7 separate regions of the Mus musculus genome follow, and all the other regions are linked to region 2. The links are chromatin contacts, called in public Hi-C, HiChIP or PLAC-seq and promoter capture Hi-C maps. All regions are on one chromosome and are shown on one strand. Each heading gives the region's core, a stretch centred on a gene start, on an enhancer-like site or on the middle of the called end of the contact. The rest is flanking DNA. Distances are from core to core; before and after follow the strand shown. Region 1 holds the start of 2010204K13Rik (RIKEN cDNA 2010204K13 gene). Region 2 holds the start of Wdr45 (WD repeat domain 45). Region 3 holds the start of Was (Wiskott-Aldrich syndrome). Region 4 has its middle 21 kb from the start of 2010204K13Rik. Region 5 holds the start of Rbm3os (RNA binding motif protein 3, opposite strand). Region 6 holds the start of Clcn5 (chloride channel, voltage-sensitive 5). Region 7 holds the start of Glod5 (glyoxalase domain containing 5).

What was found. Promoter capture Hi-C pulls out the DNA fragments that hold promoters and counts their contacts. A called contact is a pair of places that touch in the nucleus more often than the background predicts. HiChIP or PLAC-seq counts read pairs in DNA pulled down with a chosen protein or histone mark.
Region 1: a promoter capture Hi-C map of stem cell-derived epiblast-like cells shows a contact between it and region 2, with 12 times the contacts expected there. The contact joins the promoter of 2010204K13Rik here to the promoter of Wdr45 in region 2. A contact is called at or near these places in 18 of 39 promoter capture datasets (the 3T3-L1 cell line, the C10 cell line, the HPC-7 cell line and 10 more), 3 of 15 datasets of contacts at CTCF or cohesin (embryonic stem cells, large pre-B cells and pro-B cells), 13 of 484 Hi-C or Micro-C datasets (CD4 T cells, cortical neurons, double positive thymocytes and 2 more), 29 of 115 datasets of contacts at active chromatin or transcription factors (the NIH/3T3 cell line, T-cell acute lymphoblastic leukemia, astrocytes and 14 more) and 3 of 9 other capture datasets (embryonic stem cells, liver and macrophages).
Region 3: a contact with region 2 is called in an H3K4me3 HiChIP or PLAC-seq map of stem cell-derived neural progenitor cells, with 70 times the contacts expected there. The contact joins the promoter of Was here to the promoter of Wdr45 in region 2. A contact is called at or near these places in 9 of 39 promoter capture datasets (the 3T3-L1 cell line, the HPC-7 cell line, cranial neural crest and 5 more), 6 of 484 Hi-C or Micro-C datasets (CD4 T cells, CD8 T cells, brain and 2 more), 10 of 115 datasets of contacts at active chromatin or transcription factors (astrocytes, cardiomyocytes, embryonic forebrain and 4 more) and 4 of 9 other capture datasets (adipose tissue, embryonic stem cells, liver and 1 more).
Region 4: an H3K27ac HiChIP or PLAC-seq map of extraembryonic endoderm stem cells shows a contact between it and region 2. The contact joins the enhancer-like site here to the promoter of Wdr45 in region 2. A contact is called at or near these places in 2 of 39 promoter capture datasets (the 3T3-L1 cell line and cranial neural crest), 1 of 484 Hi-C or Micro-C datasets (muscle stem cells) and 9 of 115 datasets of contacts at active chromatin or transcription factors (the SCID.adh cell line, embryonic stem cells, epiblast stem cells and 4 more).
Region 5: a contact with region 2 is called in a promoter capture Hi-C map of pre-B cells. The contact joins the promoter of Rbm3os here to the promoter of Wdr45 in region 2. A contact is called at or near these places in 15 of 39 promoter capture datasets (the 3T3-L1 cell line, the C10 cell line, the HPC-7 cell line and 11 more), 3 of 484 Hi-C or Micro-C datasets (double positive thymocytes, embryonic stem cells and uterus), 4 of 115 datasets of contacts at active chromatin or transcription factors (effector CD8 T cells, embryonic stem cells and large pre-B cells) and 2 of 9 other capture datasets (liver and pancreatic islet).
Region 6: a contact with region 2 is called in a Hi-C map of embryonic stem cells, with 5 times the contacts expected there. The contact joins the promoter of Clcn5 here to the promoter of Wdr45 in region 2. A contact is called at or near these places in 14 of 39 promoter capture datasets (the 3T3-L1 cell line, 3T3-L1-derived adipocytes, the C10 cell line and 9 more), 4 of 484 Hi-C or Micro-C datasets (CD8 T cells, cardiomyocytes, cortical neurons and 1 more), 8 of 115 datasets of contacts at active chromatin or transcription factors (astrocytes, effector CD8 T cells, embryonic stem cells and 3 more) and 4 of 9 other capture datasets (adipose tissue, embryonic stem cells, liver and 1 more).
Region 7: a contact with region 2 is called in a promoter capture Hi-C map of pre-B cells, with 7 times the contacts expected there. The contact joins the promoter of Glod5 here to the promoter of Wdr45 in region 2. A contact is called at or near these places in 4 of 39 promoter capture datasets (embryonic stem cells, liver and pre-B cells), 5 of 484 Hi-C or Micro-C datasets (embryonic stem cells, erythroblasts and large pre-B cells), 3 of 115 datasets of contacts at active chromatin or transcription factors (embryonic stem cells, extraembryonic endoderm stem cells and stem cell-derived epiblast-like cells) and 3 of 9 other capture datasets (adipose tissue, liver and pancreatic islet).

What each region holds. Positions count from the first base shown.
Region 1 is chrX:7,421,668-7,424,367 of GRCm38.p6, reverse strand. It overlaps 2010204K13Rik (RIKEN cDNA 2010204K13 gene), which reads left to right and starts at 1,380. Exons shown (of 2, transcript NR_027924.1): 1 at 1,380-1,489.
Region 2 is chrX:7,720,542-7,723,591 of GRCm38.p6, reverse strand. Wdr45 (WD repeat domain 45) reads right to left here and starts at 1,372. Exons shown (of 11, transcript NM_001290792.1): 1 at 1,214-1,372.
Region 3 is chrX:8,089,198-8,092,084 of GRCm38.p6, reverse strand. Was (Wiskott-Aldrich syndrome) reads left to right here and starts at 1,594. Exons shown (of 12, transcript NM_009515.2): 1 at 1,594-1,794; 2 at 2,101-2,241; 3 at 2,743-2,829. The coding sequence starts at 1,657.
Region 4 is chrX:7,442,803-7,445,502 of GRCm38.p6, reverse strand. No RefSeq gene overlaps it. Among named protein-coding and RNA genes, the nearest start is that of 2010204K13Rik, 21 kb to the right of the region's middle. Within about 2 kb of position 1,437, at least 25 of the 459 cell types and tissues checked have an H3K27ac peak or open chromatin away from gene starts, as enhancers often do. A contact at or near this core is called in the SCID.adh cell line and extraembryonic endoderm stem cells, where this site is marked.
Region 5 is chrX:8,144,021-8,146,939 of GRCm38.p6, reverse strand. It overlaps Rbm3os (RNA binding motif protein 3, opposite strand), which reads right to left and starts at 1,513. Exons shown (of 3, transcript NR_033561.1): 1 at 1,209-1,513; 2 at 322-448. It overlaps Rbm3 (RNA binding motif (RNP1, RRM) protein 3), which reads left to right and starts at 1,060. Exons shown (of 7, transcript NM_001166410.2): 1 at 1,060-1,302; 2 at 1,868-1,985; 3 at 2,261-2,367. The coding sequence starts at 1,883.
Region 6 is chrX:7,318,080-7,321,129 of GRCm38.p6, reverse strand. Clcn5 (chloride channel, voltage-sensitive 5) reads left to right here and starts at 1,772. Exons shown (of 14, transcript NM_001243762.1): 1 at 1,772-2,024.
Region 7 is chrX:8,017,057-8,019,837 of GRCm38.p6, reverse strand. Glod5 (glyoxalase domain containing 5) reads left to right here and starts at 1,346. Exons shown (of 4, transcript NM_027227.2): 1 at 1,346-1,421. The coding sequence starts at 1,395. All of the region lies in intron 2 of Gm39488 (a long non-coding RNA gene), which reads right to left.

The DNA of each region.
Region 1 (2,700 bases), core at 131-2,630, 300 kb after region 2:
TCTAATCCTTACTTTCTTGTCTCTCTCTCACCCCTGTCCTCCCTTTCCTACACTCATGGCTTCTTGTTTTGTGACATACTCAGTTTAAAAAGGGTTGCTTATGTGACTGTAACTGTGGAGTTATGCACTGGACCTGGCTGGCTTCCCTAGTGGGTACATATCTGAAGATAATGATATCCGGTCTTCCAGAGTCTACCAATAGCCAATAGTTCCCCAGGGTCCTGTAAGTACTGACAAGGTAGGTAAGGGGAGGTGCTGCTTCAAGTAGGGTAGCCTTGGGAGCCTTGTCCTCTTTGAGTCTCAATTTTGTCACCTTTAAAATGCTACCAATTACTACCCCACAGGGTTTCCACACGTTGGCACTGTGCGGTGGTGTAAAGAGGTGCCCTGTCCCCAAAGGCACTGTGAACATTGCCTGTATCCAAATCTGAACTTTCTCAAAACTATAGCTTAAGGACCTGAATATACCAGAGATGGGGACCAGTCCCACTTGCTGCCCATTAACAGGCTTGCCTTACACCTCACCACGCTTTCTTGCTGCTGCAGAGAGTCCGCTCTCTTCTTCCACATTTCATTGTCACCTCAGGCTGCAATATATCAGGTGACACACTTGCTGTTCTCAGGTGAGGACAGTCACGTCCTACTCCAGATCTGTAAATGAGGTCCACAGGCCAGTGTGGCCTCAGCTCACATCTGCTATCAAGATACTGTCCTAATTAGAAAAAGCAAGCTGTAGAACAGTGTGTACAATATATTTGTGTGCATTGTAAGATAAACATATGAAGTATGCTTATGTATTTGTAAACAAATTATGAAGGAATATGTGAGGAGTTACGCTTTTGACTAGTTCTAATGGGAAGAAAGGAGACTTTTTACTCATTATTATAATTTGAAAGTTGTTACCAGGAATACAGTTTCTTTCATAATAAAAAACCTTTAAGTAAAAACATAGATAACATATAGAAACATATAGTCATGTGTTGTATGATGATGTTTGATCAACAGACCACATATATGATGGTGATCCTGTAAGACTGTGATGAGGATGAAATAAATTCTTATTGCCAAAAGATGGCAGAGCAATTGCCAAATAAGTAACACTACAGTACTCATATGTGTGTGGTGACGCTGGTGTAAATGCAGATGCAGTACTAAAAATAGGTAACAGCCAAACTCCACAGGTATCTGCAGCTCTTGGTTTGCTCATCTGTGAAATCATAGCTAATCCATAGGGCCACAATCCATAGGACCACTGTGCTCATTGAATGACTCACGCTCAGGAAATGCTTCTGCTTAGCAAAATAATGGTATAGAAGAGGCAGAAGGCAGGCTGGTTTGATGTGATAATCTCTTTCGCCACCTTGTGGTTGGTGACGCACAAGTCAGCCGTGCCGCGACACGTGTTAATAAGCAGAGACTCGAGCTTCCTCCAAGTTTGGACCTTAGTGGGCCGGATGATTTGGAACTTGGAGAACTGAGAAATAAAAACGTAAGTAGGTAGCTTATGGCTCTTTCATTTTAGGTCCTTATTGTCTAGACGCTTTACTTACATTCCCTACGCGTGCGTGCGTGCGCGCGTGCACGAGCACACGGGGAAACTCCCCCCTCCCCCCTGCCCCCGGTACTTAAAGAAGGTAAAATGTGCGTGTGTGTGCGTGTGTGCGCGCGTGTGTGTGTGCGTGCGCGCGCGCGCGTGTAAGGTGTTCGTGCTGGTGACTACAGAGGTTACAAGAGGGGCATTGGATCGATCCCCCCCCCCCGAACGTGAGTTATGGACCACCACGTGGGTCTTAGGAATTGAACCCAGACCCTCTGTGAGAATTAAGTGCTCTCAACTATTTATGCATCTTCCCACCTCCAAGTGTTAGTTTCCACAAGTAGATGTTGTGGATGTTCTAGAGACATAGTTCGGAACTCAACCACAGCAGTGTCCATGCGGACAAGAAGAGGGAACATACATGTTTCTACTACTTAGTCTCTAAATCAGATTTCTAGCCAGCTACAAGTTTCTTTGAGCTCCCTAATAGGTCGAGGGGGAGGGGCGTGCACACACACATACCCATGCCATCTATCATCTATATCATCTGTCGTCTACCTTGTTACCTAAGGAAGGAAAACCAGTGTCCCTGCGCAGAAATGTATGTGAGCTAAACACTCAAACACATAAGATAAATAAATCTTAGTTGATTCTAATCCTTACTGTCCCTTGGTCATGGTCTATCACATCCATGGGGCATGGCTTCTGCCAGGCAGTTCTTGTTTTCCTCATGAGCCAAAGTTGTATGGAAGAGCATCCAATCAGTAGAACCTACTAGGGCATAGTCCTTCCCCTAGGCTAAGCTTGGGTTTCCATCCGAGGGAGGCAGGACTCTGAATGGAAGGATTTCTGAAAAAATTACAAGGACTGTTGAGAAATGCTTGGGTAAGGCAGGGAACCATGAGTACTTCAGATCTTGTCTTCCTTTCCCAGATCCAGCTCTCCCAACAACAGTAGGCTTGAGAGATGTATGGCCCAGGCACACCTGGGAATCTAGAGCTGCCTAATTTTTGGTTAGGTTACATTTAAGCTATTTTCTGGGTAGGTAATGTGTTAACAAATGGGAGGGTTGTTTTTGGACTAGGGTCTCCACTGGAGTATGGATCATGCTGTCTAATTTACCATTGTATTACGTAGCTCAGTGCCTCATGAACAAACTAAGT
Region 2 (3,050 bases), core at 123-2,622:
CCCATTTTGATACTTTTCTTTGCCAGACTGTAAAAAACAAAAACAAGTGGAGGATACCTCAGAGTATCTGTTTAAACCAAGACCACAGGCAGAACGTATCCCGGCCCATAATGACAAAAAGCCTCATAACAGGCACAAACACCAAGCATGGGGTAATGGGGTAGGGAATATCCCATGGTACCTCCTCCCCCCTCCCAGCCATTCTTAGCTCTAATGTTTGATATGACCTCAAACCTCTCTACAAGCTATTCATCTGCACACCGGCACCCAACTCCACCTGTCAATAAATAGTGGAACAAAAGCTAAGGTTTCAAAAAAAAAAAAAAAAAAAACAAAAAAAAAAAAAAAAAGCTAAGGTTTCCTGCATCTTCACTGCCGTGAATGGCCCATCACCCACAGAACTGCCCTCCTCAAGCCCTTCTAACTTTACCTGGAGGCTTATTCGCCTCCAGGGTATCTCATTTACATCCTCCCATGCAGCATACTTTCCCCAAACCCTTCTCTCATATGACCAACTCTCAAGGCAAAGGCAAGCCTGAGAACCCCCTCCACTCCCTCTACTTAAGTCCTAAAGACCAATCCACACCCTACCCCACACCCGAGGCATTACTCTGACATTCCAAATTCTTCACATGTGACACATTCCATTCCCTATACTGTCTACCCACGACCCCTAAGCTTACACAATGTTACTCATGAGTCCCCTCCCCCTAAAATTTGTCCCTTTTGTCTCCATGCTATCTCTTGAAGGTTCTGCCCTAGGGCACGCTAGCCCCACCCCCTCCCAAAAAAAAAACCCATATCCTGCCTAGGAAAACCTCAACCTACCAATGCTGCTGCTGCTGCTGCTCTGACTCCCTCCCCTAAACATTCCTGCCCTAAAAACCTCGTCCTTTTTTCAAATCCCATCTCTTCCAAGACCTCTCTTCAGGCACACCTATCAGCTAAGATCGCAAATCTACTTTTCTCGCGTAAAACTTGGGTCTTGCTTCTACATGAGCCATACTCTGGAGAGCACTAGCTTCCAAGAGCCCTTTTTAAATCTATGCTCCAAATGCCCACACTAACGAAGAACCCTAATTGAAACGCCTCACCCTCTCCCAAAAGCCATGATCCTTTCCAAGACAGCACCGACTCAAGCCCCCATATCCCCAGCCATCCATCACCTGTCAAGACCTCTAGTAGAAACACCCAACCCATGACCGTGACCAACCCTTGGATCTTGCTCCAGATGCGCGTCACCTCTGCCGACTTGATCACCCCTCCCCGACCCCTGCCCTAGCCGTTGGTGCCGCCTGCGGCACAAATTTCTGACCTCCCGGGCTTTGGTGCCCAGCTCTGCTGTTTACATCAGGTCTTACTTCCGGAGGAGGGAGTCTGTGAACGGAAGTGACTCATTCTGGGCAGAGACTCCAGCCAGGGCTCTTCTCACCCACTTGGCGGACCTGTGGAGCATCCCGAGCAGTAGTAGAGTCCTCCGAGGGAAGTTCCGGAAAAAGAATGAGGGCGGATTAGGGGACTGGAGGCACAAAAGACTGCCCAAAGGCAGGACTGTCTAAGGGAACCCGGGAAAGGGCTTGCCCCCACCCCCAAACGGAAGCGGGCCAAGCATTGAACTCGTTAACTCACGGAGAGATAGAGGGGCAAACCTCCCAGGCTAACGAGTTCTCCGAGTTGGGCTAGAGTGGCTATCAATGTTTGTTTACCTTGTGGCTCTGGGTGCTCCTGGCTGGAATAAAAGATCTTGAAAGTTGAGATCAGCTTGAGTAGGGGAAAGATAAGAGTGGAATTTTACTTTCTTTTCCCCACCCTATTCCTAGCTCTTTACAAAAAGATCCTTTGTTACCGTAAAATGTGAGTGCTCCGGGCGTGATTGCTCACACACCTGTAGTGCTAGTAGTTGGCGAGGGACAGTCGAGGTTGTCTTGGGCTACATGAGGTCCTGTCTTTTTTAACAAAAGCTACAAACAGAGAATGCTTACATGGAAACACAAAAGGCCCCAAATTGCACACTGGAAATATTAGAGTGTTGAGATAAGTGCAATATGCACGACAGTTGTGAGAAATAATAAACGAGTTAGTACTGGCTGTTGAAACAGGATCGGAGGGTTTGTGCCATCCTGAGTTACAAAAAAAAGTCAATAAAAGGGAAAGAAGAATGGGGAACTACCTTGCATTTACCATAATCAGAGCCATAATAGTTAACACTCTGCTTCTGTCTTTACTTATTTTAATTTTTATGTTTTTTTTTATTTTTTTCGAGACAGGGTTTCTCTGTATAGCCCTGGCTGTCCTGGAACTCACTCTGTAGACCAGGCTGGCCTCAAACTCAGAAATCCACCTGCCTCAGCCTCCCAAGTGCTGGGATTAAAGGTGTGCGCCACCACAGCCTGGCCTAAAGACCTTTAGTCTTAATCACCCCTTCCTTTCTATAGTCCCTCCTCTATACTGACCTCCATACTTAATCCTTCTGTTGTAGTTTCCCCTGTTATCCCTTTATATGATTCTATTCTATATCCCATATCCTTAGAAGATTCCCTCCTCCCGGCTACTGTACCATTCTTTAGCTGTGCATCCACAGGCAAGTTGCTGAATCCCACTGAGCCCTGGCTTCCTTACCTATCAAATGTGTTAAACAATAATCACAGCCAACACTCCCTTTCTTTGACTGTTTCCATTTCTCTGTGTGTGTGTATACATGTGGTGCATGTGTGTGTATGTATCATTTTGCATGTGTGTGTAGGCACACATGCATGAGTATGTATACATGTGGGGGCCCAGTGTTGACATTGGGAACCATTCTCAGTCACCCTTGTATTTTGTTCATTGAGGTGAAGGCTTTATTAATGAAAGGAGAAGTATCAGCTCAGGACCCAAGACCAAGTTCTCAGCAAAAAAGATTTATTTATCCCAGAGGGGCAGAGGGCAGGGAATAAGAGACAAAGACAAGAGATAGAGGAGGGAGGAGCAGGGGAAATGGACCAAGGAGAAAGCCAGACAGGCGTTGCATATAGGAAAAAGGAGGTCTATAAAGGTAAAAGGGGAAACCC
Region 3 (2,887 bases), core at 345-2,844, 370 kb before region 2:
CCCTCCTTCCCAACTGGCCAGCCTCCTCCCTTAGGCAATGGGATCAGAAGGCATGAGGGTACAGCTCAGAGTTAGAGCACGTACTTACCATGGTCAAGGCCCGGGAGCCAATCCTTATCACCAAAAGTGGAGACAACTAAGCCTTCAAAGGTTCCCTACTTTCATAAAGTCCCAACATAATAAAAAAATCAATCAAGATGTTGTTTTAGTATTTATTTATTTATACTGTCAAGTCCTTCCTTCCCGAATGAGATTGAAAAGAAAGTAATTAGGGCCAGGCATGGTGATACAGGCCTTTAATCCCAGCACTCAGAAGGCAGAGGCAGATGGATCTCTGTGAGTTCAAGGCCAGCCTGGTCTATAGAGTGAGTTTTAGGACAGCCAGGGCTCTACACAGGGAAAACGTGTCTCAAAACAAACAAACAAACAAACAAACAAACAAAAGCAAAGCAAAGCAAAGCAAAACAAAACAAAAACCAAATAAAACAAAAACAAAAAACAAAAAAGGGGTGGGGGTCTGAGTTTAGGCTAGAGAGATTGTTGAGTGGTTAAGAGCACTGACTGCTCTTCCAGAGGACATAGGTTCAAATCCCAGAACACACATGGCAGCTCAGGACTGTCTGTAACTCTGACACCCTCACACAGACATACATGTAGGCAAAACACCAAGGCGCATAAAATAAAAATAAATTTTACAAAAGAAAGTAATTGGGGTCTGGAGAGATGGCTCAGTGATTAAGAGCACTGACTGTTCTTCCAGAGGTCCTGAGTTCAAATCCCAGAAACCACATGGTGGCTCACAGCATCTGTAATGAAGATCCAATGCCCTCTCCTGGTGTGTCTGAAGACAGCGACAGTGTACCCGCATACATGAAATAAATAAATGAAAAAGAAAGTAATTAGGGAGCTACAGGGGGCAAGAGTAAAAGATGGGGAAGTGAGTCATGGCCTTCTATATCATTGGCAACGTCCAAAGCTAGAGATTAGTTCATATGCCTTTTTTTTTTTTTTTTTTTTTTTTTTTTTGGTTTTTCGAGACAGGGTTTCTCTGTATAGCCCTGGCTGTCCTGGAACTCACTTTGTAGACCAGGCTGGCCTCGAACTCAGAAATCTGCCTGTCTCTGCCTCCTGAGTGCTGGGGTCAAAGGTGTGCGCCACCACGCCCGGCTCAATATGCCTTTAAAAGGAAAAGCTGTAATGCAATGGCCCTTTAGCACCTGGAGCCTTAGATTCAACCCCAGGCCAAGTCGGTGCTTTTGGAAGACGGAAGGAGGCTACACAGACTTGTGACTACTCTCTGCGTAGCTACCCTGAAGGAGAAGCTCTGCAGATGGCGTAGCTCTCCCTCAGTGTCCGACTAGAGCAAGGCTGATCTAAGCCTGTCAGAAGGAAATGGCCCCGCACAAAAAGGGAGAGGACGTTGGGAAGAAAGAAGAAAGGAAGATGCCCTGAGCTCATTACAAACTTGGATCTAGCCACGCAAATGGAGGAGGGCCCATGCCTGTCCTAGAGAGGAGAACAGGCCCTCTGGGGGGCCCTGGAGGACTTATTTCCCTTGTGGTTTATTGTACTTCCTGTTCCCCTGCTCACTGCGGAAGTTCCTCTTCTTACCCTGCACCCAGAGCTTAGCTGGAGAGGACTAAGGCAGAAGGCAGCATGAATAGTGGCCCTGGCCCTGTAGGAGGCAGGCCTGGGGGCCGAGGGGGACCAGCCGTTCAGCAGAACATTCCTTCCAACCTCCTCCAGGACCATGAAAACCAGAGACTCTTTGAGCTTCTTGGCCGAAAATGCTGGGTGAGTTGGGAGATCTCCTGGTCCTCCCAGTCTCCCTCCCTCTCCTCTTCTTCCTCTCTACTTCTTCTTCCCCGTTCTGCTTCCTCCTCTTACCCATATTTCCCTTCTCCTTGTTCCCATCATCCCTGTATCCCCCTTCTCCCCATCTCCTCTCCTCAGATTCACTCACTCCCCATTATCTTGATGTCTACTCCCCTTCCTCCTGGCTACAGCTCTTTCCCCAAGCTCATGAAAGCCACAGGCAGGCAAGGACCAGGCCTGGTGACCCATGAGCACACTGCACTGACCCCTGCTCTCCCCTCCTAGACACTGGCTACCACAGTTGTTCAGCTCTACCTGGCACTGCCCCCTGGAGCTGAGCACTGGACCATGGAACACTGCGGGGCTGTGTGCTTCGTGAAGGATAACCCTCAGAAGTCCTACTTCATCCGCCTTTATGGCCTACAGGTGACCCCATGCCCCACTGGACAGGAAAGCTAGTTCCCAACTTACAAAACCAGTTTTTGTCCACAGCTCCAAGCCTTCACTCATATCAGTGACCCCCTGAGCTCCAGAACCAAAGACCAATACAGATCCCAAGTTGTGTTTTTCTCATTCTGAGTCTAAGAAGACGGACCTCAGAAGGTTTATATCAAGACTTAGATCTGCTCCACAAATACCTGAGCCTCAGCCTCAAATATGTTCTAAATCATGTTGAATACTCTTAGAACTGGAATCTTAAATTCACAACGTGGAGCCTTCAACTCCTACATATAGGCTTTGGCTCCCAAACCCATATCTCTCATATCGGTGTCTGACTCTCAGACACCTAGAACCCAAACTCTGATAGTGAGCTGAAGCTGAAGAGCTTTAAATAAAACCCCGGGACACCAAACCTGGACACCATGCTCCAGTGGTCTGCCACCCAAGATGCCTGGATTTCAGCATGCACCTCCCCCCACTTTCCAGGCTGGTCGGCTACTCTGGGAACAGGAGCTGTACTCTCAGCTGGTTTATCTCACTCCCACCCCGTTCTTCCACACTTTTGCTGGAGATGTAAGTGAGCAGCTTGTGCATCCTTGCGCTGCAGTTGGGGGGGATGGGGAGGAGATGA
Region 4 (2,700 bases), core at 188-2,687, 280 kb after region 2:
GTTTTGTCTTTTATGTTAGCATACAAAATAAAAGGCTCCATTTTGGCATTTCCATTACTGCTTTATTCTTTTTTTTTTAACTGCTTTATTCTTATTAGTACCCTTTCCTATAGGTGAGGATTTTCTGCAGACATCAATTCTCTCTCAGATAATGCTGTGGACCTGGAGAATCTCATGGGTTAAGGGCTCCACTCACATTAACTGCCCTTTACTTCAGATGCCAAGAGCACATCCAGGCCTCTGGTACTTCTGACTAGCCTACCATAAATCAGGAGTTCCCGTGACCCCTTTCTTAGGTTCAGTTATTTGCTGGAATTGGAGCAGATGTTTGCAGGGGATCTCTTGGTTCTCAAGCACTTGAGCAATGAATTCACCCAGGATCCATGGAAGGCTTGAGCAAATGCTTACTTAGCAAAGTGCTAGGCACAGAGCTAAGCAAGGCAAACCATCGAAAAGGAGAGCCGAGGGAGCTTCCCTAAGGCACGACTGACAAGGTGGGCTTTGAATTGTGCATTATTGTTATTTAATCATTTTTACAGCCCAGTCATTATGCCCTTCCTGGTCTGCCCTCCAATAGTTCCTCATCCCACTTCTCCTCCCCTGTCTTCAAGAGGATGCCCCTAGTCCCCCGCCCCACCTGTCCTCCCCCCTCCCTGGGGCCTCAAGTCTTTCCAGGGTTAGGTACATCTCTCACTGAGGCCAGACCAGGCAGTCCTCTGCTGTATATGTGTTGGGGGCCTCATATCAGCTACGGTATGCTGCATAGTTAGCTCAGTGTCGGAGAGATCTCCGGGGTCCGGGTTAATTGAGACTGCTGGTCTTCCTATGGGGTCACCCTCCTCCTTCCTCCTCAGCTTTTTCCAGCCTTTCCCTAATTTCACCACAGGGGTCCCGGGCTTTTGTCCATTGGTTGGGTGTAAATATCTGCTTCTGGCTCTTTCAGCTGCTTGTTGGGGCTCTCAGAGGGCAGTCATGCTAGCTCCTGTCTGTAAGCACACCATAACATCAGTAATTGTGTCTGATGTATTGTGGATTTAAAAGAAGATTTTATGAATATATCAGGGTCCTTCAGGGCCTGAGCAGAGAACTCGGCAGGCAAGCTAGCCCCCAGTTAGTCCCGCTGCCAGCAGGAGCATGGGAGAAAACCAAGCTCGGCTGCCTGGTGCCTGGATCTGAGACAGCCTGAAATAGTCACTCATTAATCAGCCCCTCTCTCCCACCTACTGCTCTGGTGACTCTTAGCACTGTAGTCCACCTTATAAGTACATCTGCAGATCACATATTAACTTAGAGGTCCCTTGCCTTTCCAAACCTTTAAGAACAAGAATGTAACGAGTAGAGGCTTTTCTCAGAAGCTCTTCTTACTTACTGTTGGGTCTGTTGCAATTAGATGAAAGACTTGGTGAAAGGTCACCGATCTCTCTGTTCAGGCAGCTGGAGCCTGTCAAAATAAGCTTTGTTGTTTTCCCAGAGCCCCGGCCTTTCTCTTATCTGTTCACAGGGCTACCTCATACCCAGCTGCAAGCCCTTTTATTTCCAGTAATCGTCCCTAGTGTTGCTGAACTTGCTATTTCAGCCCTAAGATGTATATTTAACTTACATATTCACTTTTACAGCAACAGAGTGGCTAACAGAATTCAGGGAAACACTGTTTTACATTTACTATGTATGTATGTATGTATGTATGTATGTATGTATCTGTCTATGAGATGGGTTTTTAGCTAGACTAACATAGAACAAAACCACAAAATCCAACTAAAATTACAGATGAAGGAAAGGGGATGTTACAACTGATAGCACAGAAATTCAAGGGATCATTAGGAGTTAGTTATGCTGAAAACCTATTTGCTAACAAGCTAGCTTGGAAGAAATGTCTGAACACGTATGATTTACCAAATTAACCATCAAATCATTAAAAACAAAGAATCAGAAATAAAAAGTCCCCCAACAAAGAAAAGTCCAGAACATAGTTTCACTGCAGCAGTTTAGCGAACTTTTAAAGACCATTCCTTTTTCTTAATGTAGTCCATAAAACCAAGAGGAAAGGAAGCCTTCCAAAGCTGTTCTGAGACCAGCACGAGTCTGTAGTCAAAACCAGATAAGAATAAAACAACAAACGAGAAAGTTATAGACCCCGCTGGAGACATGGCTCAATGGTTAAGAGCACTGACTGCTCTTCCAGAGGTCCTGAGTTCAATTCCCAGCAACCACATGGCAGCTCACAACCATCTGTAATGGGATCTGATGCCCTCTTCTGCTGTGTCTGAAGAGAGCAACAGTGTACTTACATATAATAATAGATAAATCTTTTAAAAAAGAAAGTTATAGACCAGTATCTCTGATAAACATAGACACCAAACTTCAACAAAATACCAGAGAATCAAATTTAATTAGGATCTCAAGAAAGATCAAGTTGGCTTCATTCTGGTGATGCAACATCGACATATCCAAATCAATAAATCTAATACATTAAGTCAACAGAATTCAGGATTAAAATTATATGATAATCTCAATAGATGCCGAAAAAACATTCAGTAAAATATGCCATTCTGTATGATAGCCCTGAAAAAATTAGGCACAGAAAAATTGAACCTCAAGTTAGTAAAATGGAAGTACAAGGAACTCAAAGTCAACCTTCTGCTGAATAGGGAAAATGCAAAGTATTTCTTCTAAGATCAAGAACATGACGAACGTGTCTGT
Region 5 (2,919 bases), core at 264-2,763, 420 kb before region 2:
GAACCCTATAGAAGGACTGAGGACCTTAAACTAAAAGCAAAAGTATACAGCTAACGTAATAAGCTGCAGAAGAGTATCTTTGGGACCTGGGCAGGGAGGATTTCTTTAAAAGTACAGACACGCTGGTTGTGGTGATGATCCCAGCACTGAAGAGGCTGAGGCAAAAGTTTTATGAGTTCCAGGGTGACCTGAGCATACAGTGAGGGACAGACCACAGGGTGAGAAATATTAGAACAACAAAAAGTATTCAACTAAAGATAACTACTTACAAATTTAATAAAAATCCATGAAAATCACTGAGAAATGTGGGAATAAGCTTACCAGGAATTACAGATGAATGGCATCCAAAGGGTAGCAAATCGATTTGTGGTGGGGTTGGTGGAGGAGTGGGAGGCAGGCCTTTACAATGTTGAACAAATTTATTCTAGGAGTCAACAATGTAGAGTTCCTGGAGGCAAACAAGTTATTAGGCACTGAAGGCTGGGAAAGATCACATCGTCAGGCAGTGGACTTAGACACTACTTGCTATGGATTTCATTATGTACTGCAAAAGTTCATCCTTTCGATCAAGACCCAGTATCCCGAATAGAGAGTAAAATTCGTTTAGTGGATTGAGATTTGCATCCTTTGAAGCTAGGCTACCTGGCTTGCTGAACGCATTATCAGGCGTAAAGAGACTGTCAGATAAGGATGCAAACTTAAGTCAGAGGATGACACCAAGGGAAGGAGTCCGCTAACACACAGCTATATGTTAGGAGGAGGGGCTAAGCATTCGGAAATGTAAGGTTTGACAGGAAGAACTCTGAAGGCCTCGGGGCCTTAAGGGATATGCAGTTAAAGGTCTAAAAAGAAAAGATTGGTTTCTGAGGACGGCAGTTCGCTGGCACCGACCTACTGTCAGTTAGGACTTCCTATGGAAAGGGAGAGATGACGTCAAAAACACTGAAAATGACGTCAGGGAGGAAAAGGCTCTATGGATCCAACCGTTTGAGATGGAAAGGGGGCCAGTCTCTCGGGCAGAAAGGAGATGCTTATAGGAGAACGCACTGAACTCATAAAGCTCCTCTCGATTCCCGGAAGCGGCGAGGCAAATTGCTGCCTCCGCCTTCCTCGTCCTCTTCCCAACCCCCCCCCCCCGCTGGCCTCAACCAATGAGCACGCACGCCAGGGCGCGCTGGGGGACGTTGTGTGACGTCTCGGCTACGCACGCTTTATCAGGCGTCTTCCCGCGCCGCAGTCTCTCTGTTCTCCCGGTTCCTTCGAGCTCGTCGTCTCTGCCGTCCTCTGACTTTTAATTTCCAGGTAAGCGCCTTCGCCTTGCTCAGCGCTCGTTCCCCACCTCACTTCCTTGCCCTCTATGGGCGAGGGACGAGGGCAGGAAGAGTTGTGGCCGCTGATATGTGGGCTTGAGCTTTGAGGAGGGTTAGTCCCAGGCTCGAAGGCAAAAATGTATTCATTGTGAGGCGGGCGTGCTGCATCGGAACGGGAGAAATGCCGGAAGGCACGGGCTCGGGCGGCGGCGGGGACCACGCGCCAACCTGTACCGGCTGTCCCTTCCCACGTGACCGCCGCCATCTTGTTCTGCGGGGAAAGAGGAAATGCAATGCTGCTGTAGGCCTGCGCGACCGTACAAAATGACGGGCGTGGCAGCCTGGGATGTTGTGGGCATGCGCGATAGGAGTCATCAAATGGCGGATGGGCTCACCCAGCCTTGCTGGTTCCCGCCTTTTCTGCTCCCGAGCCTCTTGCCATTTGAATTGTCTCTTTTAACCCATTTTCTGTCTTCGCTGTAATTCTCTGTATCCGGATATTGTACACCTCACTACCTGCCACATTGACTCCCCAATAATTCGTGCACTCCCTTTAGGACTTGCCTTCTGCCATGTCGTCTGAAGAAGGGAAACTCTTCGTAGGAGGGCTCAACTTCAACACCGATGAACAGGCACTTGAAGACCACTTCAGCAGCTTTGGGCCTATCTCTGAGGGTGAGCCATGGACCAGCCCCGGGGTTGAGGGTTGGTGGAGAAGAGCTAGTCTAGAACTAAAACCTGAAATTCTCTTTAACTTCCATGTCTGTACGGTAACGGTTAGGCTGAAATAAATTCAGTTGGATACAGGATTTTTTTTTTTTTAAACAGGAGCGGGGGGGTTGGCGGGGTCCTAATTCTCCCAAGTGCTATTTGATCTGTGGCTGTGCCTGGCTATTACTTTCTACTTAGATGTTAGGGTTCTAACATTTGTCTTTCTGCCCCTCCCCCAGTGGTTGTTGTCAAGGACCGGGAGACTCAAAGATCCCGGGGTTTTGGCTTCATCACCTTCACAAACCCAGAGCATGCCTCAGATGCGATGAGAGCTATGAATGGAGAGGTGAGGCCTCCTGCCTGCACAGGGGCCGTCTCCCTGTCTGCCACTTTCTTCGTTCTTTCTGTTTTCCCTCTATGTCTGCCAGGGGCAGCGTGGCCACTCACAGGAGCATGACTGCCTTCTGTTCTAGGGGGTGGAGGGCAGCGGCAGACAGAGCCGGGCTGCCTGGGAGGCGACGACTGGTCCTGCATGAGGCGGAGAAGCCACCTGTGGATGGTTGACCTGCTCTGGGCTTAGGTAGTAGAGTCTGCAGAGCTGTGGGCCTGGCAGAGGACCGGAGAGGACCTCGTGAGTCTGCTGGGATGGACTCTGAAGCCTCAGACCGAGAGAGGTGTCTAGCCCTAATAGTCGGGCAGCTTAGAGGAGTGGGGAGGATACGTCAGCCTGAGTTCAGTCAAGATGTAAGTAGTAGCAGGGGAGACCGGTGGATTCAGGTCTTTTTGTGGGATTCCATAGCTCCTGGTGAAGCCATTCTGGTCAGCGGAGCTTGGCTTGGACGAGGCACCCAGAATTTGGTGCCCAGCAGGAATTTCTGGGCTCTTGCCTACACCTACC
Region 6 (3,050 bases), core at 523-3,022, 400 kb after region 2:
TGATACTGTAACTCCATGTCTGGGTCACTCCTTGGGTAGAACCTGCTATTTTAATTTAGCTAAATGATTGCCTTCCAAATATTAGTGTCTATAGCTATAGATCTGGGCTGTTCTCAACTTTGGTCTGAGGAGCTTCTTTTTGCCATGAAACACAGAAACTCACAACTGGCCAAAGTTCTGAGAAGAGACTGAGTGCTCAGCCCGAAGTCTAAATGACAGAATTCTCAACCCTACCCCCACCCCCAATTAGGCCTAAGGGCCATCTTAGAAGAGGAGATTGAAAGAATGCAGGAGCTGGAGGATGCACAGGAGTGCTGTAAAAGACTGTCCTTTGTCCACAAGGTCACTGACTCCTGAACAAGACCAAGCCACCAACATTCCTACAGAGATGGGAGAGGTGATATCCAGACTCTATTTCTTACTGAGATTCCATTGGTAGTTGATAGCTTCCCACCTGGGGAGAGAGAATTGCTCTTCTTTGAGGGTGTGACCTCTGGTAGGTTTTTCCTGGTCTGTCGAATGGTCCCACACTCTTGCAAATATGGGCAGCACTAACTGGATTTATTGGGTTACTAACACAAGAAATTTGAAATTATGAGGGGAGGTGTTGGGGGAAATATGGATTTCTTGGGGAGAATTGGAGGGAGCAAATGGAAGCGTATAAGATTATAGTTTATTGTATACTTGTATAAACTTCTCAAAGAAAAAAAAAGTCTACGGGTGTGGCACAGGTCTACAATCCCAGCGCTTGGGAGGCAGAAGCAGCTGAGTATCTGTGATCCCAAGGCCAGTTTAGTTTACATGGTGAGTTTCAGGCATCCAAGGCTAAATAGTGAGTCCCTGTTGCAAGAAAAAAAAATACTATTTACTACAGTGGATTTTGAATTTGAATACTTGGCTTCTAGGTAGATTACTTGTGTTGATGATGTGGATTCCAATCTTAGTTCTTGCAATAAATTAATAGCTGCACTCCATTTGTATAACCTGTTCATTCCTCACAAGGATAGGATAGTTCTTCTAATTATTCGGAATGGCTTTGGAGACAGAGAGACCTCAGTTGGAATCTGAGCTTTATTTTGTGTTTTGTTTGTCTGTTTTTGAGACAGCATCCTGCCTTCAAACTTACAATATAGCCTAGGATGACCTCGCATCGATTCTCCTGCCTTCAACCTCAAAGAATCGGGATTAGAAGTATATGTCACCTTGAGTTTTCGCTTGACAATGATTAAATTGGCAATAATACCTATAAGTAACTGCAGTATAGATTTCCCTGTGTTGGATTAAATTGGCCCCTGCAAGCACTACTGTATTTGATCACTATTCTTATTGCTACTACAGTGTGAGATTGGAAAAGCTATGTAACCTTTCTGAGCCTCTGTATTTTTATGAGGGAAAACGGATAATGACACACTCTTCATGAGTTCTTGTGAGCATTAAATGAAACGAATAAAGTATATTAGCCAGAACAATGCCTGGCATAAGGGAGGCTTAAATTTGTGGTCTGATGTCCGCTGTGGGCAAGATACTCAGGATAAACAGTTTGTTCTAAAGACAAAAGCAAAACCAAGGTAGGCAATCTGCAAACAATGAAACCGAAGGGAGCATTGCTTTTTTTTTCCCCCAAATGCAACTGACACGCCCCGCATTTGGGTTGGATCCGCCCAGTCCTCATTAAATATGGCTGCAAGCCCGACTACCCTATTGCGGTTGCGCATGCCGAAGCTCCTCCCAGCTGCTGCTTCTCGGTGGCGCTTTCCCCCCTGGCCGGCCCGAGGTGCCTGGAGCGGGCCCTCCGTGGCGCGCATGCGCAGACGCCGTCTTGGCAGAGCTAATACTCCAAGGCGCCTGTCACATGAGCCTCGCTCCCGCTCCGCTCCCCCTCCTCCCGGCTGGGCTGTGTGAATGAAGCTCTGCCGGCTACGTGGGGCGCTAGCTCTACTCGCCGTGTGGAACGCCAGAGCCGACTGAGCGCGCTGCCCACCGCCGGTGGACACGGGCTCCGCCGCGCCGGACCTCGGTGACAGGTAAAGGCAAATGGGCTTCCCTTCCCCAACAGGTCCTTCCCGGCTCACCGGCCGCCGGCCCACCCGAGGAGCCCCCCGGTACGGCGAGCAGGGAAGAACGCTCGCCTGCCACCGCGGTCCCCGGAGCTGGCGTTCCCTCTGCCCGGCCGCCACTGAAGGAGGTGGTGGACAGCCTGGTTCCTGCCAGAGCGGGGCGGCATCTCCTCGGCAGCCCAGCCCTGTTCTGGGGAGCAGGGTCCCCAGGCTGCCGATCGAAGTTTCCTTGCCAAGCGGCGCCAAGCCCACCCAGCTTTGAAAGCGGGGAGCTTGGCTGCCCGCGTCGCTTCTCCAGAGGACAGGGCTGGGGCGGCGTTCGCTGGGAAAGCGCAGCCGAGGCCAGGTTCGGCTTGCTCCTGCTTTGGACCCGCCACAGGTTTCTAGGGCTTCTTAGCGAAGTGCAGTCCAGACGGTCTGGGCGAAGAAGTTGGTGTGCGTTTTCGCCCTTTGCCGCCCAATGCGCTTAAGCTGCTGCTTCCAGAGGTTGGAGCCCCGCGCTCCAGCTCCTTTCCAAGTAATGGAAAGAAAGCTTTAGCTTTAGCTTAACTTTGACGTGCTTTTTACCTTTATGAACGTTTCAGAACAAATCAGTTGACTGAAGTTGGACGGGTGGCCCTGTGATAACGTCAGTGGAAGCTGCGCCGAGTAAATGAGGGGAAAGCCAGAAGGTGAAGCATTAAAAACCAGTGAGACTCCCCTTTACACATACTTCATAAATGTATTAGTAATTTCCCGGGTTGAATTTCAGAGCTGTTAAATTTCCCCTTGTTCCACGACGTGCTGATCAGTAAGTACTTCTTAACAGTAAAATAGGAGGGGGATGGGGAGTCGACTTAAACTGAGCCATGTTCCAGGTAAACTCATTGGAGCACTTTTCCCTGGTGAATTCATCCTTAGAGTTTAAGCTCTCTTTTTCTTGGATTTCAGGAGCCTCTCCTCATCCAAAGCCCAGTCTTTGTTGGAGTTTTGAGGACTGGCGCACACACGAAC
Region 7 (2,781 bases), core at 97-2,596, 300 kb before region 2:
TCCCTAGCATTTTTTTTTTCCAGAGCTGAGGACCAAACCCAGGGCCTTGCACTTGCTAGGCAAGTGCTCTACAACTGAGCTAAATCCCCAACCCCTGCAATTTTTTAAAATTTTATTTTCAGAGATGATCTTAATGATTTGCCCAGGTTGTCTTGAATTTTTTTAAAACATTATTTTATGGGCAGACATATTTTGCTAGCATGTATGTCTTTGTACCACTTGGATGTACGCTGCCTGAGGAGGCCAGAAGAGGGAGTTGGATTCCTAGGGACTAGAGTTATAGCCCTCACCATGTTGGGGCTGAGGATTGAACTGTGGTCCTCTGGAAGCATAGCCAGAGCTCCTAAGCTTTAAGCCAGTACCCTGGCCTCAAATTTTTGCTCCTTTTGCTCCAGCCTTTTGAGTAGCTAGGATTATAGGCCTTGGAAATAATTTTTAAAGGAAAACCATATGTTTAATAACACCCAGGGCACCCAGGTATGTACCCAGAGGCAAAAATCTCAGACTCACCTAACCCTGGTCCTGATAGGTAACCCATAGATAGAAAGCTTGTGAAAGCGAAGCAAATAGTGGTGGGGTGGGGAGGGGACCAAGCGTGGATAGGAATTGTGAGGCTTCAAATACAGCGAGACCCCCTTTCAAAAAAAAAAAAATCTTAGCTCAGGACTAGAGAGATGGTTTAGCAGTTAAAAGCATCTGCTGCTCTTCTGGAGTACCTAGGTTTGATTCCCAATCTGCATGTGGTAGCTAGCGTACAACCAGTTGTCTGTAAGGCCAGTTCCAGGATATCCAATGCCATCTTCTATCCTCTGCAATCGGAAAGCATGAATGTAGTGCAGAGACATGAAAGCAGGCAAAACACCCATAGCCATTTAAAAGAATCCTCACTCAGCTGCAGACCCACAAGCAACTCTTTCAGACACTCCATCCTAGTCACACACTACAAGGTGGATCGGAGCTCTCTCATAGGGCACTGCTAGTCTCAACACTCTCGATGGGTGCTTTCCTGGTTTTCTGTGTTCTTATGGATGATTGCTTAGCAGGACGTGACACATCTGGCAGTTGACAGAGAAGGACCATTAGGGACCAATCTCAACAACTTATCAAGACCCTCAGCTCCTCAAAAGAGGAAGCACTTATATTTGTACTTTTATTCTCAAGGCTGGCAGTGTTTGGCTTGGTTTTGCACTGCTAGAAGTAGAACCCAGGGTTTCTTCAGCACTGTTGTACCACTAAGCTGTACCCCGAGTTTCAGTTAGTCTTCCTGCTTTTCACCTCCTGCCTCTGTCCACACCCAATGTCCTCAGCTAGCACCTCCCATTCCTGCCCCTTGATCTCCAGGCACAGAGCCAGCCTCAGCCCCAACCTACCTGCCTTCCAGTCTACCAGGAAAGATGTGTGATCCAACATCTGAAAGTCAGGTAAGTGTGGGGTCGTGGAGGCTTTGGGGCATGAGTATTGACCAGGCTGGGGGTACCCAACCTGGGTCTGCTGACTTGCTTTCCTTCTCAGGGACACCCTTGTGGCTTTAGCTTCCTTGGGCTTTTCTTAAAGATAACCAGAGGGCAGCAGAAGCCCTGCTTGGGCTTGTGGAGGGCTCGGGTTTAAGGGTTGGCCGCTCTCTCTGGGTGCTTCACTGGGGAGACAGTTCAGCTTCAGACACGTAGAGACACCCAAAGGTGGTTCCTGGAGAATGCCCATGAGGCACTCAGGACAGAGCTGTGTCAGAAGGGCCCCCGAGAAACAATGACCTTGAAGCTGGTCAAAAGACTCAGAGGCCCTGAAAGGCTGGAGGGAACCTTTAAGAGGACTCTGGAGCAGACCAAAGGAGGGAGGCCGTGCTGTCCAGGGCACTGACTACTCAGAGAAATGGATGAGCTTATTTTCTAGACCCTCAGCACTGGGGGTGCCCCAAAAGCAGTACTTCGGGGGAACCATGCAGATAGAAATGCAGATTGCAAAAGTAAAAATAAAAAATAAAAAATCCTAGCTGGGTGTGGTGGTGCACTCCTTTAATCCCAGCATTCAGGAGGCAGAGGCAGGCAGATTTCTGAGTTCGAGGCCAGCCTGGTGAGTTCCAGGACAGCCAGGGCTATACAGAGAAACGCTGTCTCGAAAAAAATAAAAAACAAATCAAATAAATAAATAATAATAAAATAAAATAGAAAATCCTGAAAGTCAGTGACCGGAACTGGGAAATGAACAGCTTTGCTTAAACCATTAAAATAAATAAGAGGGGAGAGATGAGCACAGAGATGGAAAGAGAAAGCAAATGTGCAATAAAAATCGGCTATGTTCAGGGCTGCTGCTTCAATCAGATTCAGAAAATACTAGTAATTTCTCTTTACACCATAGACACGAGGAGAAAAGCATAAAGTAGTTATATCAGGAACTAAACAGGGCGCTCATACAGATTCAACAAACATTTTCAACAGGACTATTTTTAATTCATGTGTATGTTAGTGCAGCTGCCTATAGTGGCCAGAAGAGGGCACCAAATCCCGTGGAGTCGGGGGTTACAAGCCTTTGTAAGCTGCCTAGCATGAGTACTAGGAATCAAATTCTGGTCCTTTGGGAAAGCTGTGAACACGGAGCCCCAAATAGGATTGGAAAACCTAAAACAAAATATACAGCTTTCTCTTCCAGGGGCCTGAATGCCCCTTAGTTACTTCTTTGGTTAGTTGGTTGGTTTAGGGTTTGGGAAACTGACTGTTTCCCAAGTAGATATCTGAATGGCTCGCATGCACAGACATTTTTCCTTTAAAACAATTAATTTTGTGC